Linked DNA regions of Sus scrofa: region 2 is linked to region 1. Evidence: chromatin contacts called from public Hi-C data. All regions are on one chromosome and are shown on one strand. Each heading gives the region's core, a stretch centred on a gene start, on an enhancer-like site or on the middle of the called end of the contact. The rest is flanking DNA. Distances are from core to core; before and after follow the strand shown.

What was found. Hi-C and Micro-C count contacts between places; a contact is called where the count stands out from the background.
Region 2: a contact with region 1 is called in a Hi-C map of epiblast stem cells, with 4 times the contacts expected there. The contact joins the promoter of LOC110259305 here to the promoter of SNAP47 in region 1. A contact is called at or near these places in 1 of 5 promoter capture datasets (fetal skeletal muscle), 2 of 47 Hi-C or Micro-C datasets (embryonic fibroblasts and epiblast stem cells) and 1 of 2 datasets of contacts at active chromatin or transcription factors (alveolar macrophages).

The regions. Positions count from the first base shown.
Region 1 is chr2:50,810,540-50,813,852 of Sscrofa11.1, forward strand. It overlaps SNAP47 (synaptosomal-associated protein 47), which reads left to right and starts at 1,770. Exons shown (of 7, transcript XM_021083339.1): 1 at 1,770-1,938. JMJD4 (jmjC domain-containing protein 4) reads right to left here and starts at 1,641. Exons shown (of 6, transcript XM_003123609.5): 1 at 1,143-1,641; 2 at 707-872. The coding sequence starts at 1,407.
Region 2 is chr2:51,708,172-51,711,484 of Sscrofa11.1, forward strand. LOC110259305 (histone H3.1) reads left to right here and starts at 1,771. Exons shown (of 4, transcript XM_021083384.1): 1 at 1,771-1,941; 2 at 1,943-1,984; 3 at 1,986-2,123; 4 at 2,125-2,781. The coding sequence starts at 1,771. The coding sequence ends at 2,193.

The sequences.
Region 1 (3,313 bases), core at 520-3,019:
ACTCCCTCTGTGTTTGTGGAAACATACCCTTGGCAGGGGAAATGGCTACAAAATCTAAGGGCCACTGAGAGTGGGAACACCAGAAGGGGTGGGGCTGTCCACTAGAGTGAGACATTTCTCAGAGTAGCATCCTTTGAGCTCCCCAAGTGGAAGAAGTGTGTGGTAGGAGGACACACCTCAGAAGGCCTCATTTAAGAGCTGGTATTGCTTGTTAGTGATGGAGATTTTAAATGGGCAGGACACAGTCCCGCTGGAAAGCTCTAGCTTTAATGAGCCTAGCAGTGGGGTGCAGGACTTGAGGCAGGGCAGCTAGTCTGGAGATTGGCAGCAGCCAAGGTAGAGGAGAACAGGCTTGATTTGGAGAAGTAGGTTTGGATAGGGGTGGCCGGTCCCAGAGGCATCTGAGCACTGGTGAAGGCTGGGTGCTGCCAGTTAGATCGAAGTGAGACTGACAAGGGCAGCTCCGGGAAAAACAGTGACAAAAAAGAGTTAGGTAATCACAGGCCATCTGAGCCTCTGCCAGAGGTGCCCACATTCCTCACGCAGCCAACCCCGCGCAGGCATGGTGAGATGGCCATGATTGGAGAGAATGACATTCCAACCAGGCTGAAGAGAGTGGGTTTTTTACACTGATTAAATTCATAACTGGAGAAAAGACAAGTTCCTCACTCATGACTAGGAAAAGCAGTGTTCTGGGCCCCTTTACCTGCACAGATGCCAGTCTTTGAGATAGAGACAGCCCCGTGAAGATGAGTAGTTTCCCTGAATGTACTCTTTCCAGTAGCTGATGTAGTCTTTGAGGGGCATGTGTTCTTTGGGGTTGGAGTTGTATTCCCTCACCCCACAGTTTGCAACAGGTACAACCACATCTCCTGAAAGGAAAGGGTCAGGCACAAACTTTTCTGAGAGTCCTCCACCCTGTCCACCCTCCAACTCATTGCTACACCGTCTCCAGAAGAATTCCTCTGGGGATTAACTCATGTTCCCTGCCTCCCTCAAGTCCTCTTGTGGCTCCCCTCATTTGCACCCTCACAGTCTGACCTAAGGGAATATAGGTAGGGCGAGGGTCAAAGGACACTGGCTGGAGTTTTGTGCTGCATTCCAAGGTGTTCCTGCCTGGGACACTCGCGCTCAGTCCTTACCATAGTTCTGAAGCAGATAATCAAAATTGGGCTTTCCGCTTGGCGTCACCCAGAGCCTCCTGCTGCCCCAGCCCTCGGTGAAAGCGCTGGAGAAAACACAGGGCAAGTTGGGGAGCAGATAGCCCTTGAAGAAGTCGGCGTAGGAAAAGGAGTCTGGATTCTCTATGAAGTCCACGTGGTCCAGTTTCGGGCTGACATTGCTGGAGAGACCTCCCTGGAGGCCTCGGAAGTGGCTCTCGGCAAATGCGCGCATCTGTCTGTCCATGCTGGGCTAGGCTCAGAGTCCGTTGCGTGAGGGTCTGCTGGGAACAGGGGGGCTGGGAGCGTCGGAAGAGCTGCGGGAGTAGGAGGGGGTGCTGGACGCGGAGGGGCTGCCAGCGATGCTGGAGCCAGCGGCCAGATCTCCCGGCTGCCGTCCGGCAGAAGGTCAGGAACCCAGAATGTGGTTTCTGTATTCCCACTTATCTGTTCTTTAAACTAGGAAGTGAAAAAGGAAGTATGTGCGAAAACTACTTCCGGCGTACACGCTACGCACCCGCGGCCGCTTGCAGAGTCCGCCGTCAGCCCGGCGCCCTCGTGCGGAACCTAGAGTTTGCAGACAAGAGTTCCTGCCCGAGCCAGAAACACAGCCAGCCCAGCTCTGGGCGCATGCTCTCTGCTTGTTGCGGCCCGCCTGGGCAGACTCAGGAGCGGTGTACTGAGACTGTGATCCAGCTCAGGGTCCGCACGGTTTCAGAAATTGTCGAACGGTGCTGGCCCCTAGTCTCGCCGTCTTCGCACCTCCCCAGCAACTCAGGTAAGTCGTGTCCCCAGTCTGCAGCTGGGCCTGTGCCCGGAGCTCTTCCAGGCGTCCCTTGGCACAGTCCCTCTCGCCGCTTCTGCCCAGGTGAGTATCTCTCCTCTTTCCAGTGCTTCAAGGACTGAGGAAGGTGGTGGGACGTGGCTGGGCTAACAGAGAGCACAAGGGTCAAAGGTGGGGTCCTGGAGAAGCTGGGGGTCTAAGGGGATGCTGAAGACCTGGAGGGGATGCTGAAGCCCTGGAGGGCATGCTGGGGAACTAGGACGATGGGAGACCTAGGGGGGTGATAGGGGAATTGGAAGGAGTGCTGTAACTCTCAGGCGATAGTGGGGACCTGGAAGGGATGATGGGACCTGGTGGGGATGCTAGGGGACTAGGGGGCTGCTGGGGACCTGGAGGAAATGCTGTGACCAGGAGAGGATGGTAGGACCTGAAGGGGATAGTGGGGACTGGAGGGGATGCTGGGGGAATAGGGAGGGTTCTGAGTGAAGGTGTGGGGGATCAAATGTGGTGATATGAGGCTGTGCACAAAAACATATCTGAATAGGGTTACATAAAAGGGGAGCTTAGGTGGGGGTGCCATATCAGGGTCTCAGCATGTTGCAGAAATAGATGTCCTGCCAATACAGTCCTACTCGTATCAATATGGAAAGGAAGAAAACAGTTTCATTGCTGTATGAGCAGATTACATATATGTAAGGCATCTGCAGTAGAATACACAGCTGGGTAGGTCTTCCCACATTTCACACACAGGAAGAAAGAAATGTTGAGAACTCTCTCATCTCCTTGAGGGAAAAATAGATGCACCTGTGTAGTCTGTGCCTAATGAGAGACTCTTGCCTCAGTTCTGGAGGTACGTGTTTACAGCTCTGAGTCAGCAGGTGGTGACAATGCCTTATGAAATCTGAACACTTGAATTTGTTTCCTTCCTGACCAAAGGAAACACCCAAAGGGAAGAGGAGAGGCACCTACCGCCCCTTTATTAAATAGTGAACATGTAATCTTGTTTATTTAGCCTTATAGGTGGCATAAGGGAGATTCTGGGGATATTGGGGCTCTAAACTTTGGAGAGGGGCTTGAGGGGGTACTCTTTTCAAGGAGTATGAAACTTACAAGAAGGAGAAGAGCAAGGACCAGAAGTGGAGAGAGGCAGAGGAGGGGAGGACTGGGAAGAGAGTCCAGGTGGGGGTTCTAAAGTGGGAGCTGAGAACATGGGCAGGATGAGACAGGTGGTGGAGAGTTGGTGGCAAGCAAAGCAGTATGAGGGTTTTGTGATTGTGTTTGAGCTGTGCTCCCTTCCCAGTGTGCCTCATTGTGCCTCCTGTGGTCAAGTTGTGGAATTCTTTACTGGGCCAGTATTGGGCAGAAGGTT
Region 2 (3,313 bases), core at 521-3,020, 900 kb after region 1:
ATCTTCGACCTACACCGCAGCAACACCAGATCCTTAACCCACTGAGCAAGGCCAGAGATTGAAGCCACGTCCTCATGGATACTAGTCGGGTTTGTTAACCACTGAGCCACGACAGGAACTCCATGCAGTCTGTTTTATAGATAGGTAGGAGAGTTGGGTTCACAGTCAGGGCCTTGGAATTTACTTTGCTTTAGAAATAAGAGCCTTCTTGCAGCTGGTGAAACTGGAAGAGATCTGAGTGGGATACAAAGTCACTGGGCACTGCTCATTCATTCTTTTGATCATCAGTCACATCTCACAATTAAGCCTTCCTAGGTGCAGAAACATACTTCCAGTGGAGACAGCACAGTCCTTGAAAGAGTGGATGGTACAAAAGCGCCTACTTAAATGGTTTGCATTGAAATGAGGACTTGGAGAAACTGAACACCTGACTGAATTAAAGAGCACATTTAAATGAACATCAGCATTTCAGCTCTCTAATTGGATAAAACAGCTAGGGACATCAGCCAATTAGAACAAAGATACTTCCAGAGGCCCTTTAAAGGGCACCCCTTCATTTTTGTCACTAGAATGATGCTGGGTTTACTCACAGGAATGCAGGGACTTTTCAACATGGGGAAATCTATAAATATGACTTGTGATGTTGATAGATTATCATCAAAAAAGAAATACCAGGCCACAAATAGAGTCACTTGTGCTTAGTTCCATTTCAATAAACCAAACCAAGACTTACTACCTAACTTTATTGCAGTTTCAGCCCCTCCAAAGATTGTGACCTTTAACCAATCAATCTAAAATTACCTGGTCAGCAATAGTGAGGTAATCTGCATGATAGACCCCCACCTTTCCCCAAAGGAAGGTGACCTTACCTGAAACAATCAGCACTTTGCTAGAATAACTTCCTTGCCCTGACTCCTTCTGCCTGTAAAAGCCTTCCATTTTGTACAGCTCCAGCTCCTGGGAGTTCCTGTTTATCTGCTAAGATGGAATACTTCCTGATACATGAATCTACACCAATTAGATCAAATTTATTCAGTTAAATCTCCATGCAGTGGCTTGGTGTGGGATCTCAGTTCCCAGACCAGGGATTGAACTGCAGGGGCTGCAGTGGTGAAAGTGCCAAGTCCTAACCATTAGATCAACATGGAACTCCCGAGTTTTGCTTTTTAACGTTATTAAAATGCAGTGGGGACAAGCAGTTCAGATAATCATGCATGAAGTAAGGATGGGGATTTGCAGGGTCTGTGCCTGGCCTCACCATGGGTCAACAAGCAGCCATCATCAATCGCATCTGAGTCATATGGGGAAAAAGGTTCTCTGCAAGACACAAAGGGTGAGAGAATTCTTTTAATCATAGGTGGAGAAAATTCAAATTGACACCAACCTACAGGCCAAATGCAGAGTGCAAGCTTCTAGTAGTTTCTGCCCTCCTTAGCTCATGGAGGAGGAGAAGGGTAGTGCTCAAGAAAAACAAGGGAGCTGTGCACGGAGATGCAACACCGTCCATGACACCCACAAGGAGAGAACTCCCAACTAGACCCTAGAAGTCTGCAAGCAGATCTGCGAAGTCCAGGATGCCAGGCTGACTGTGAGACCAAGACCAAGCAATATGAAGATAAGGGGCAGGAGGCTGAGCGGAATACCTCACACACCAATCAGTGCTCAGCCTGCCATCACGCCACCCGAAAACTGGCCAATAGGAAGGTAGCAACCTCTATAAAAATGGGCGCGACTCAGGCGACTAAGAGGAAGAATTGTAATAGCAGCTGAAGGGCCTTGGCCCACACAAAGCAGATGGCGCACAAGTGCACCGGCGGCAAGGCACCACGAAAGCAGCTGACTACCAAAGTAGCTCGAAAGGGTGCTCCAGCTACAGGTGGTGTAAAGAAGCCACACAGATTTCGGCCTGATACTGTAGCCTTGCACGAGATCCGTCTGTACCAGACAGAAGTCTACAGAGCTTTTGGTTCACAAGCTGCTGTTCCCAGCGGCTGGTACGTGAGATTGCACAGGATTTCAAGGCGGATCTGAGTTTCCAGAGTTCGGCTGTGATGGCACTGCGGGAAGCATGCGAGGCATATCTGGTGGGTTTTTTTGAAGATGCCAGCCTGTGTGCTATTCATTGCCAAGCGTGTCACTATTACGCCTAAAGATGTCCAGCTGGCTCGGCGTATTCGTGGGGAGCGTGTCTAGATTCTCAGCACACAGCCGCTGCTCTTACCCCAAAGACTCTTCAGAGCCACTACTTCTTCACAAAGTGCACTGTACACAAAACATTTAGGTTGCCCCTTATCTCCAGCCTACCAGAAACCTAACTGTGTTGCGTGGTAACACGGCCTTTGAGACTTAACTATGTCAAGTCGCTGCGTAGCCCCTAGTCTTAATGTTTGAAGAGGGTATGTTGCCTTGGAAGTGAGCATCCGTGGCAACAGCTGATCAATGCGCTTAGCAAAAAGTTTCTCAACCCATAAGACTGTCTGAACTTGCTGGAAAACTCTATGAGAGCAGTCACTCATACTCCCCAAAGCAGAGCTGTGTGTAAACAACCTGAGCATGGTTTTCAGGAAGAGTGTAAGGACTTGTTCCTCCATTGGTGATGGTTGGAAGCTTTTATTAGTTGAGGTTTTAACTTGATAAAAATCTAAACACTGCCAGGTTGCCGAAAGGGGATAAAATCTGTTCCCTCCTGTCCCTGTTTGGTCTTCACTTTGGGGATGCTTAACAGCTGAGTGAAGGAAACATGTATGTAGAAGCAGTTACTATGCAGTGTGTTTTGGTGGTAGCACAATGTTTTTGCTTTTGTCTTTTTTTTTTTTTTTTAAGGGCCAAACCTGCAGCATATGGAGGTTCCCAGGCTAGGGGTTGAATCGGAGCTGTGGATGCTGGCCTACACCACAGCCACAGCAAAGTGAGATCCAAGCCTTGTCTGCTACCTACATCACAGCTCATGGCAACGCCAGATCCTTAACCCACTGAGCAAGGCAAGGGATCGAACCTGCATCCTCATGGATGCTAGTCAGATTCATTTCCACTGAGCCACAATGGGAACTCCATAGCACAATGTTGTCAATATGCAAGGGTGGATTTTTTTTATTAGAGCCCAGTTTGTTAGCCAGCACACTTAAGATTCAAAATCTTCATCAATTAAAGTAGTGCACACAGAACTGTTTAGAAGGTTGAAAATAGTATCTTTTAAATTTTAGGTTATATATAAGTTAATGGGTGACAAGTCCTTGAAGGGCCATCTAAAAAGTCAAGAATGTCCAGGGACAGCTATGTTCTGGCCTAATGTCACTAGACTCCTTTTAAGTAA